Regions from separate parts of the Mus musculus genome. Here regions 2 and 3 are each linked to region 1. A link is a contact called in public HiCAR-type and HiChIP or PLAC-seq data. All regions are on one chromosome and are shown on one strand. The core of a region is the stretch at or near the end of the contact, and the rest is flanking DNA. Distances in the headings are between cores, read along the strand shown. Region 1 holds the start of Plk3 (polo like kinase 3). Region 2 holds the start of Zswim5 (zinc finger SWIM-type containing 5). Region 3 overlaps Tesk2 (testis-specific kinase 2).

Evidence for each region. HiCAR-type assays count read pairs that join an accessible place to other places. HiChIP or PLAC-seq counts read pairs in DNA pulled down with a chosen protein or histone mark.
Region 2: an H3K4me3 HiChIP or PLAC-seq map of embryonic stem cells shows a contact between it and region 1, with 17 read pairs. The contact joins the promoter of Zswim5 here to the promoter of Plk3 in region 1. A contact is called at or near these places in 1 of 39 promoter capture datasets (hippocampal neurons), 6 of 484 Hi-C or Micro-C datasets (embryonic stem cells and nephron progenitors), 13 of 115 datasets of contacts at active chromatin or transcription factors (astrocytes, craniofacial prominence, effector CD8 T cells and 7 more) and 2 of 9 other capture datasets (adipose tissue and pancreatic islet).
Region 3: a HiCAR-type map of embryonic stem cells shows a contact between it and region 1, with 2.5 times the contacts expected there. The contact joins the enhancer-like site here to the promoter of Plk3 in region 1. A contact is called at or near these places in 6 of 115 datasets of contacts at active chromatin or transcription factors (astrocytes, bone marrow-derived macrophages, embryonic basal ganglia and 2 more).

The regions. Positions count from the first base shown.
Region 1 is chr4:117,132,662-117,136,376 of GRCm38.p6, reverse strand. Plk3 (polo like kinase 3) reads left to right here and starts at 2,414. Exons shown (of 15, transcript NM_013807.3): 1 at 2,414-2,725; 2 at 2,875-2,982; 3 at 3,072-3,188; 4 at 3,343-3,472; 5 at 3,563-3,650. The coding sequence starts at 2,513.
Region 2 is chr4:116,875,943-116,879,995 of GRCm38.p6, reverse strand. It overlaps Zswim5 (zinc finger SWIM-type containing 5), which reads right to left and starts at 2,594. Exons shown (of 14, transcript NM_001029912.2): 1 at 1,933-2,594. The coding sequence starts at 2,536.
Region 3 is chr4:116,765,557-116,769,426 of GRCm38.p6, reverse strand. The region is part of intron 3 of Tesk2 (testis-specific kinase 2); the gene reads right to left. Among named protein-coding and RNA genes, the nearest start is that of Toe1, 40 kb to the left of the region's middle. Within about 2 kb of position 2,531, at least 11 of the 459 cell types and tissues checked have an H3K27ac peak or open chromatin away from gene starts, as enhancers often do. A contact at or near this core is called in embryonic stem cells, where this site is marked.

The DNA.
Region 1 (3,715 bases), core at 1,165-3,664:
GAAGGCTGGAGGTGTAGAGTTCCCCAGGAGCTCTGGTCACTCAGTGAATTCAGGTCCTCTGACAGAAAGAACACTGTGTTCTCCTAACCGCTGAGTCATCTCTCCAGATCACTCGGCTAGCTTCCGTCTATAGTTCAGCTCTACCTACCCAGGGGTGGTGCCACACGCGGTGGGCAGGGCCCTCCCATGCCAATCATCAATCAAGACAATTCCTCCCAGGCCAAAGGTCAACCTGAACTGTGTAGTTGCCCAGCGAGACTCTGTCAGATGACTCTTCATTACGTCAGGGTGACAGTTGACTTTAACTAGGACAACCTTGGACTCCTGAACCTCTTGCCTCAACTCCAGCTCAGATTTTTGACTCTGTCTTTTGAAGCTCTACCTGTGCTTCAGGCCATGTGACCTGAAGAGTTTGTCCTTTCTGGCCCTACCACTACCTTCTCCGCCAGGGAAATTGCTAAGCATAGCACCTAGGACTTTCCTGCCCACCCCTATCATTTAAACTACTAATATTTCTCCTGGTCTTAGGCTTTTTGGGACGTGTGTGTGTGTGTGTGTGTGTGTGTGTGTGTGTCCATGTCTTCACAGTATGTACATGCAAGATGAAATGCAGATGAGACCAAAGGCAGGGACGGCCGTATGCAATAATCCCAACAAGATAGGTTATGATCCAGACCAGACACTGGGGAAGGAGGGAGCTGATTCACAGCTGTATGTGTGTGTTTGTTGGTTTTTCTGGGTGCTCCTTGTTTACTTCCGTCTTAGCACTTTTCACAGCCTGTAATTACTTTATTTATGTACTTAAGTCTGTTTCCACAATAGAGAAACTGCAGAAACTAAGTAAGGGCTGCAGCCTTGGCCATTCTTATTGGTAGCAGCGCCTGCCACTTTGCAGATGTTTTCAGTAAATCTGAGGTCTGAATGTATGGCTCCAAGTGAAAACGAAGGCTACACAGCCAGCAGGAGATCTGTGACCCCTGGAGAAAGTTTAGGGATTAAGATTCCACTGGGGAAACTAGGCAGGTGGTGGCATACTCCTTTAATCCCAGCACTCTGGAGGCAGAGACAGGCAGCAGATCTCTGAGTTGGAGGCCAGCCTGGTTTACAGAATGATTCCAGGACAGCCAAGTCTACACAGAGAAACCTATTTCAAGGAAAAAAAAAAAAAAAAAAAAAGATTTCACATCGAAGCCGGGCAGTGGTGGAGGGGCAGAGACAGGTAGGAAGTCAAGGCCAGTCTGGTTTACAGGTCGAATTCCTGGCTTCCTGGAAACTCTGTCACAAAACAAAACAAAAACCAAAACAACCCTCCACAACACCCCCCCCCCAAAAAAAAAACCCACACAGAAAAAGATTCCACATAGATCATAGATTCCTGCCACCTACTTGAGTTTATCTGTAATGGACTTCAAAGCTAACTGCCCAGTTGCAGGTCTCTAGCACCTAAGAGTGTCCAGTTCTCATTCCTCACTGTCTGGCCTTTTGCCTGCTGACTCGGTGCAATAGGTATTTTTGAGAATATGATGGGGAACTCAGGGTCTGGGGCAGAGGTACAGGTCTGGAGTCCCATCATGTCAAAGGTGAAGACAGAAGGACCTCGAGTTCAAAGCCAGCCTGGATCACATGACAGCTACTCTGCCTCAGCTCTCCTTTCCCTCAGAAGAATAATAAGGTAGAATTGGGTAGCAGAAGATGTAGCCTGGAACATGGTGAAAAACAGTGAATACTGGGAGGCAGGGGCAGGTGGATCTTTGATTTCAAAGCCAGCCTGGTCTACATAGTGGGTTCTGGGACAGCCAGGGCCACACAGAGACACCCTGTCTTGGAAAAACAAAACGCAAACATAAAACCTTGAATACCAGGCTCTGTTCCACAAACCCATTGCACAGTCCCAGACCAGGTAAATCGGGCTCTGCAGCGTGCTATTCCACAGTCCCCGAAGAGGGCAGCATGCTCTGTACCAGAGCAAGAGATGCTTGCAGGAAACCACCTGTGTTGGTGATGTGCACTGAGCAGTTTGCAACACCCCTGTCTTTCCTCCCCAGTTTGAATGCTAACCCTTACTGTTGCTCGAAAGAGGCCTCCGGATAACTGGCCTCCACTCCGACTTCAGCACACATTCTAAGGATGAAGGGGAAAAAAAGAGTCACTTGCACTGGGTAGCCTAGAGAAACGGAGCAGGGTTACACCTGCCAGGCGACTAGCTCAACCGGGGCTCCTTTAAGGCCAGAGCAGGAGGAGTGGCCTTTAAGAACGCCCAGGCAAGGGAAGATCTTTCAGGTGACGTAAGGCGGAGCAATGGGCGTGGCCTCTCCAAGCCTGGCAGCCAGGAAAGGGGCGGAGCTCGAGATGACGAAACACCGGGGAGGGGGCAGGGGTTCATTGATAAAAACGTCGGACTCCCCCTTGCCCTGGCGCGATCGCAGCGTAGAGAAACCAGGCAGCGCCACGCGCGGCCGGGGCCGGGCGGAACCGAGAACCAGCTCGGCAGGCGCTGCGCCGCGCCGTCCGCATGGAGCCCGCCGCCGGCTTCTTGTCTCCGCGCCCCTTCCCGCGCGCGGCTGCCCCGTCCGCGCCCCCCGCCGGCCCGGGGCCGCCTGCCAATGCCTCCCCGCGATCGGAACCTGAGGTGCTGGCCGGGCCACGGGCGCCGGATCCTCCTGGTCGCCTCATCACCGACCCTCTCAGCGGCCGTACCTACACCAAGGGTCGCTTGTTGGGCAAGGTGGGTCGGGGCTCCGGGGTAGCGTTGACGGAGGTGGAGGGGAGCTCTGCGGACCCGACCGGGCCACTCCGGAGGTGGAGAGGAGCTCTACGGGCCGGATCCGGCCACTCCGGAGCGCCCAGATCGATGATGCAGCTTCTTCTTTCTAGGGGGGCTTCGCACGCTGCTATGAAGCCACTGACACCGAGTCTGGTATAGCCTACGCGGTCAAAGTCATCCCACAGAGTCGCGTCGCCAAGCCGCATCAGCGCGAGAAGGTGGGTCCAGGCCCTGCGGTCCAAGGGATGGGGAGGGGATGGTGGCGTGGGAACCCTGGAAAGATGAGGATTTCACTCCCCTGTCGCAGATCCTAAATGAGATAGAGTTGCACCGAGACCTACAGCACCGCCATATCGTTCGCTTTTCACATCATTTCGAGGATGCTGACAACATATACATTTTCCTGGAGCTCTGTAGCCGAAAGGTCCGGAATGGGGGCGGGGTGGGTTCATTGGGAACAGGGGTAGGGGAGGAAGCGGGTTCTTAAGATCCAAAGCTGTTCTTGTCATCTTTAGCAAACACAGATGGAGGGAGGGTCTGGGAAGGCAAGCGGGGTCTGAAACAGTGACTTTCTGCAGTCCCTGGCCCACATCTGGAAGGCCCGACACACCCTGTTGGAACCAGAGGTTCGCTACTACCTGCGCCAGATCCTTTCTGGCCTCAAGTACTTGCACCAGAGGGGTATCTTACACAGAGATCTCAAGCTGGGTGAGATTCCTGCGTCTGGTCTGAAGGGTGGAGACCTGCGGAGGGATGAAAGGCGTTAAGAATCTGACGCGTCTCTCTGCTACTGTCTAGGAAATTTTTTCATCACGGATAACATGGAACTGAAGGTGGGGGATTTTGGGCTGGCAGCTCGATTAGAGCCCCCAGAGCAGAGGAAAAAGTGAGTGAGGGGATGGTGGCCACAGCCTGTTTGTGACACAGATGATGTACAAGGTGACCAGATAT
Region 2 (4,053 bases), core at 1,345-3,844, 260 kb after region 1:
TGCAAATTCTCAAACATAGTATCAATTCATTCTTTCTTTAGGAAATCCAAATAAATCAGACATTTGTGTCCTTCTCAGGGTCCCTGAAATGCCTGGGTATGAGTCCATTACCCCGTAAGTACACCAACTATCATTTTAAAAGAGGAATATCTGATTTAAATATTATCTGGATCATCCTCTAAATCTGATTTCACTTGGAACTTGACATTTTAATCACTCTAAAAATAGGTACCTCTTGGGGCTGGAGTTACAGCTCTATGGTAGCAGGCTTGCCTAGCATGCCAGAGGCCCTAGGTTCAATTCCCAGCACTGGGAGGGTGGGGGTGGGGAAATAAAACTCATCTCCCTTATATGTTCCCTTAAAATTTGAAATTCTTTCAAACCCATTTCTATCCCTAAGACAACCACTTGAACTAACTTTTACCAATTTATAATGTTTTAAATAAGAATCTTTAAAAGTTAACTGTCCTAAGCTCTCAGAAAGATTAAAGCTTATAGATTAATAAAATGAAACACATTAATTTTCATGTTTTCAACACTTCAATATTAAAGCTGTCTACCCTAATTGCCTATTTATCCAACTCATTCTTTCTAAAATATACACAAATACACAAAGCACTAGCATCTTTCAAATAAGCAGAATGAATATTCATTTCATATTTATTTAAAAATTATAATATGCTTTTTAAAAATACGACAGAATCTATTCATTCTTAATAACTAGGAGAGACTGTTCTATGTAAGAAACTGTGATGTACTAGTTTTCAAAGGAAAATAATTCCAAATATGTTGGTTTTACCTGAAGAGAAGACAGCTGGATGTTTGGATTTATATATATGCATGTGTCCCTGAGCCTGTGAAATGTCCTTCATTCAACTTTAGAGAAATCACTATTTCCCTTAGTAAATATAAGCATATAGTGTACAATAATGTGCATAGAGATGTGCACTTCCAGAATGCTATAATAATTCAAATAGGACCCCCCATAAATGTTTTAATATTATGCATAGCAAATCAATGTTAAACAATGTCGTTTCTTTCTTCCTCCGTAATCATTTCACAAATCAGGTACACTTTAAATACTTAATAAGATTAACAAACTAACTAGACGCTCAAGAGAACGAGTAGATTTTTTAAAATCAGTTTCCATTTTTGTACAAACAAAAAGATAAAACAAAAGCGAATACGAGGACGCGTTAAATGAAAGCATTTGAAACATCCAACGTGACTGGCTTTTGATTTACCCCAGTCTGACAAGGAAGGCAGACCCCGCCCCCACTCCAGATTGTGTAGCTTTTTTCCCCCTTTCCCATGGATGGGGGTGTAGAAAAGAGAAGCTGTCACATTTCCATCTTCCGTTATTGTTAATCTGCAGCCTAGATTCCCAGGCATCACTGGTCGGGGGGAGGGATATTAAAACAGACAATTTAAATTGTCTAAAATGCACAGTATTCTGTTGCTTTTTCCGATGTGAAAGTTAATTACACTCAGATTCAATCTGCTATAACTACAGATTGACTGTGACAGCCTGTCCCTCAAACATTCCCTCTAAAACCTATTGCTCCCTTTCCCTCCTTTCCCTCTAAACTTAAATCAGTAAAACGCGTTTCGAAAAGGGCACATCACACGGTTATTCCTTTAGTATGAGAGTATAGGGGGGAGAGAGAGAGAGAGAGAGAGAGAGAGAGAGAGAGAGAGAGAGAGAGAGAGAGACCTACTCGCTCTTCAAACAAAAAGAAAAAGAAATAGGGCAGCCGGTAGGGGAAAGAGCAGTAGTGGACCTGAAGGAAACCTTGGGAAAAGTTTTTTATGCCACTTTTTTGTCCTTGGCGGGGATGCCGGAGTTGGGCAGAAAGCCTGGGTTTTGACCCAGGGCTTGGGAAGGCACCTGCAGAAGAGGCAGGGGGCCGAGAGGGGCCGGGCAGCACCTACCGACTTGAAGCACGTTCTCCACGGAGCCGCTGTCCAGCAGACGGATGCCCCGGCGGAACGGCAGCCCCTCGCCGCCGCCGCAGCCGCCGCTCGCCGTTCCAGTCCCAGCGCCCAGCCCGGGGGACGAGCCCGCCCCGGCGGCCCCGGGGGCGGAGCCGGCCGGAGCGGCGGCCCCGGGGGGTGGCGGCGGCCCCTCCTCGACCGGCGAAGCCCCCGCCGCGCCGGCAGCCGCGCCGGCTCCCGGGCCGCCCCGGTACTGGAAGCTGGAGTACATGCAGATCTCCCGCTCATTCCGCGGGAAGGACCAGTAGACGATGCGGCGCTGCACCGGCTCCGGGATCCGCTCGAAGCGCTCCTCCACCCGCTCGTACGCCCACTTTTCCGCCACCGTCTTGGCGGCGCAGTCCAGCAAGGACTCCGGCTGCAGGTGGGGGCGGGCCCCGGGGGCCAGGCAGCCGCCGCCGCCGCCCCCCGCCCCTCCGCCGGCTGCCCCGGGAGTCCCGCGGGGGTGGTGAGCTTGCGGGCTGGGCCAAGAGCACAGCCTCTTGGCCGGAGAGATCGGCGGCGGCGAAAGCAGCTCCTCTCGCTCACCTCCTTCCGCCATTGCTGGGGACTGACTGACTGACTGATTGAGGCGGAGGCGGCTGCTCGGGCTGCGGCGGAGACCCCAGCCACGGCCACGCGCCCCGCGCAAGCGCCCAGCGGCGGCGCTGTGGGGAGGGGGCGGGGCGAACGAACCCACGAGCCCGCCGGCCCGAGTGGGAAGCCGGGGCGCCGGTCCCGTGCTCGCGCCGCTCGGGCCGGCGCTGGTTGGCCTGAGGACCAGCGCGAGGCGACGCGCGCCGTCCGGGGCCGCCGCGGGCGCGAGGAGACGCGGGGGCGAGCACAGACTGCGGGCGCGCTCCGGGCGCAGCCAGCCCGGAACACAATCCGAGCGCTCGTGCGGGGCCGCGGGCCGCCAAGGACGAGGAGCGCCCGGCACCAGGTGCCTCCGGCGCACCTGCGGGCGGGCGAGGATGGCCGCGTGGCCAAATGAAAAGACCCGGCCGCCAGCTGTCGCCATGAAGTAACAGGCTTGAGGGGCATGAGGAGAGGAAACAACTCCAGTGAGGCTCCTGCAGCAGACAGAACGGACAAGCGACTGTCGCAACCCAAGGGGCACCAACCAAGCAGAAAGATGCTAAGAAGGAAGCCACCGGGTGGGAGTAGAGGGTAGAATCAAAAAGTTCGCGGGATGAAAACTCTCCCCGTGTCACAATATAGGACAGCATCGGCGTCCCCGCCGGCTCAGAAACTGGCTAAGTCCATCAGCCAGTCCGAACAATGGGGCGCCAGGACCTCACTGCTGAGGCAGCAGCACCCTCGTGGGGTTCTTTGAGGGGTTTAGCACCTTGCATCCTACAGGGGGCGGGGGGGGGGGGAGGAACCAACACTTTTGTGTAGTTTCTGATAGAATTCTCTGATCCCTTACCTCGGGTTTAAATTAGGATTTTCATGTTTTTCTTGTCCGTCTTCTATTCATTCCCCTGAATTTACCTAAAATTTAATGCGTCTTTTGTTATTTGATGTCTAACTGCCTAACTCCATAACAATGAAGGTCATGTCCATTTTCTTCACTGTGGTGTCCCCTCACCCAGGTACATTAGTGGGTACTCACGAGTGACAACTTCAACAGTAACTTCTTCATAAACACGGAGTTGTGACATAATCACTACAACTTTTAAAAAGTTCCAGGAACTGTATTAGAAAACATCCTATAGCTGAGTTCAGCTAGAGAGAGTAGTACAAAGAACGAATAAGAGAAGGTAGACTGCAGCCAAATTAGTTTGGTTTTGCAGTAATCTCTGAAGAAAAGAGCTCCGGCTATAACCTAGATGTGAATCGCTCTTAATGGTCGTGTGGTGCTAATCACGACTCATGATTTGTAAAAGGAAGCTGACAACAATATCTGTGCATATAGCATGTAAGAATTAAATATGTGGTCAATTGCTTCTTTCATAAACATTTTCAAAAATAATATTTCAGAAATAATATGATATTATTTCTGCAAGTATAATTGAATTATTATGAAGTATCAGTCTCTGCTTAAATGAATCTTAAATGAATCACCTACCACAGTCA
Region 3 (3,870 bases), core at 1,282-3,781, 370 kb after region 1:
TCTAGTACCTTGCATACATTAATCCAAGATTTGTTGACTAGCATGAATGTTTTTTATGACCTAGGAATTTATTAATAGTTTTAAGTGCCCTTGCTGAGATGGCTTGGACATACTTTTAGTGGTTTGAATAATAATAGCCCTCAGAGGCTTGTATATTTGAATGCTTAGTCATCAGGGTGTGGGGCATTTGAGAAAGATTAGAAGGTGTGGCCTTGTTGGAAGAAGAATGTCACAAGAAGTGGGCTTTGAGGTTTCAAAAGCCCATCTCTCTTCTCCTCTCCCCTTCCCTCCCCTTCCCTCCTCCTCTTCTTCTTCTCCTTCTTCTCCTCCTTCTCCTCCTCCTTCTTCTTCCTTCTCTCTCTCTCTCTCTCTCTCTCTCTCTCTCTCTCTCTCTCTCCCCGCCTGCAGATCAGGAGAAAACTAGCTCTCGGCTACTGCTCCAGCACCATGTTCCCCAACATGATAATGGACTAAGCCTCTGGAACCGTAAGCAGGCCCTGGAATTAACTGTCTTTTCTTATGAGAGTTGCCTTGGTTATGTTATCTCTTCAGAGTAATAGAACTGTGAAAAATCCCCTTCCAAGATCAACTAAAATGTCATCATCTCTGCAAAGGATGCCATGGCTGACCTAGGCTATTAGCAGAACAGCTCTTCCTTCTTCCCGTGCTGCCGGTCTGCATGTTCCCTCTGCTTTGAGTAACTGCTGGTTCGCATCAACGGAGACCATCTGAGTCTGAAGTCAGACTACAACTGGGTGTGTGTTTTCACACCCAAAACAGAAGTAATTACGATTGCCTAACTCCTATAGCCACTGTGAAGAGGAAACAATCATAATATGAACTAGAAAGTATAGTTATTCTATGGCATAACTGATTCCCCCACTTGGAATATTAAGAGAGTACAGTGTGAACTGGTGTGGCACCCCAGCAGGTAAAAGCGTCTGCCACTAGGCTGAACAACTTGAGTTCTATCTCCAAGACCAATACTGTGGAAAAAAAGAACAGACTCCTGCAGGTTATCCTCTGATCTCCTTATCACACACACACAGAGCAAGTAAATAAATAAATGTTTAAAAACATTAAAAGCAGGGCTGGCTGGAGAGGTGGCTCAGTGCTTAAGAGCACTAGCTGTTCTTCCAGAGGACCCAGGGCTCAAATTCCAGCACCCACACGGCAGCTTACACCAGTCTTTAATTCCAGTTCCAGGGGATCCGACATCCTCATAACAGATGTATATGCAAGCAAAACAGCAATGCACATAAAATAAAAATAAGCATTGAAGCCGGGTGGTGGTGGTGCACACCTTTAATCCCAGCATTTGGTAGGCAGAGACAGGTGGATTTCTGAGTTCGGCTACACAGAGAAACCCTGTCTCGAAAACAAAACAAACCAACCAACCAAACAAACAAACAAAAAAAACATTGAAAACTTTTTTTTTTTAATTAAAAAATAAAAAGAAGTGCAGATCTTGAGCTTGGGCGATGACAACAGGTAAACAGCCTACTTCGAGGCCTGATGACCTGAGTGCCATCCTTGGAACCCACACAAAGGGAGGAGAGAGCCAAATCCACAAAGCTGTCCTCTGGCTTCCATACACAGTATTAATACTACTAATAAATACCTCTTTAAAAGAGTCCAGCTCCTAGCTCCTACGCTCCCATGGACAGTGTGGGTCACACACAGTGTTCTGTGTAAGCAGTTACTGAGTGAGAGGTCATAACCACCCAATCAGTGAGCTTGATTATAAAACAGCATTTTACTGCCACTATGTACTGAGACCTTGTCTCCAAAGGCATAAAGAAAAGAAAGGAGGAATATTTCCAGGCAGGCACTAGGCTGGGAAGCCAAGATGTATTTGATTTATTTAATTAGTATTTATAAAGAAGTCAGGCAATAACATCCTATCACTCACAGAACACAACCACAGGCACAGACATCATATGACAGTCTTCTACCTGCTTTCTTTCCCACCCTGCTTTGGCATCATTATATCACAATTAGGAGCATTGCTTTTCTACCTGACCTCATTCCTTACACAGCCGACTAGCACTGATACACTCAAAGTGGTGTCATTGGGCTGGGAGCATAGTTTGATGGGTAGAGGTCTTGCCTAGCATAAACATAAATTGTGTGTGGTGGTGTATCTTTATAGTACCAGCCTACAAAACGTAAAGGCTTTGAGTCATCGAACTCTAAGGCCAGCCTGCTCTATGCACAAGTTCATTTCCACATTAAAACCTGAAAAGCCATCTAGATATGGTGGCATGAACTTGCAGTTCCAGCACTTTGGCTGCAGCAGCAGGACTGTAAGTCCAAGGTCAGTGTGGGCTACACAGTGAAACCCAGTCTCAAAACAGGAGGCACTTAAATAAAACCACACTCTTCCTGATTCATTCTGAGCCTCTCTTCCTCCCTTTCTTTGTTTTAGTTTATTTTGTTTTGTGCGTCTGCTGTTGTGTTGTTTTCTGTAGCACAGGGTGGATGGGCTTGAATTTACAATGTATGTGTGGGTGGCCTTGAACACGTGCTCCTCCTGTGCTACTGCACCTAGCTTCTGAATGATTGCCCACTCCCTCCTCAATCATGAGAGCCAGCATTTACTTAAGTGACTCAGAATGAAGCTGTGCTCTTTTCTTTTCTTTCTTTTTTCCCTTTTCTTTCCTTTCTTCCTTCCTTTCTTCCTTTTTTTCTCTCTCTCTTTCTCTTTCTCTCTCTTTCTTTCTTTCAAGACAGGGTTTTTCTGTGCAGCCTTGGCTGTCCTGGAACTTACTATGTAGACCAGGCTGGACTTAAACTCAGAAATCCGCCTGCCTCTGCCTCCCAAGTGCTGGAGGTTAAAGGAATGCACCACCATTCCAGGCCTTGGAAGTGCGTTCTTAGGCAAGTGCTTAAAAGCTAGTGAGGGCTCAAATTTGTTATTTTCAGTTTTATATTATATACTGATTCATATCAAGAAGAAAATTGGGATCTTGTTTTATTTTTATTTATTTATTTTTGGTGTGTATGTGTGTTTTTGTGTGTGTACATAGGTACACTATTCCAAATGTGCTGGTGTGTGTGTGTGTGTGTGTGTGTGTGTGTGTGTGCGCGAGTACAGATACAGTATTCTATGTGTGCACAGTAAGAGATCAGAGGTCAACATCAGGTCTCCTCCCATCGCTCTCCGCCTTAATTCTTTTAAAGACTTCTTATTGGGGCTGGAGTGATGGATGGCTCAGTGGTTAAGACCAATAACTGCTCGTCTAGAAGACCAGTTCTCAGAACCACAATTATCTATATTCCAGTTATTAGGAACCCAACATCCTTTTCTGACCTCTATGGACACTGCATACATGTAGCACATTTACATATAAGCAGGCAAAACACTCATATACATAAAATAAAAAATTTTTTTAAACTTTAAAAAATTACGAGCACTGGTTCCTTTGGTTCCTGGCACCCACATGGTGGCTTACAACCATCTGTAACTCCCAGTTCCAAGAGGTCTAATACCTTCTTGTGACCTCTGTGGGAACCAGACATTCACTTGGTACACACACATATGCACATGCTGGTAAAATGCATATACATATAAAAAAAGATTAAAATAAATAATTTAAAGGAACAAAACCCAACCCCTTTCCTTCCTGAGCTCCTGGTTACTGAAAGTTTTACAGCCCTGATTGCGGACTAAATTCCTCAACGTGTTACTCAGTACTGAGAGCAGGGCATGGTGGCACAAAGGTACAGCCTCAGCCTGTGGGAGCGGGACTCAGAAGACAACAGTTCTAAGGTATTCTCAGGTCCACTGAAAGGCCGAGGCCAGCTGGGACAACATGAGATTCTGTCCCCAAAGACCTAAAAATGAAAAATAATAAACACAAAAACTGC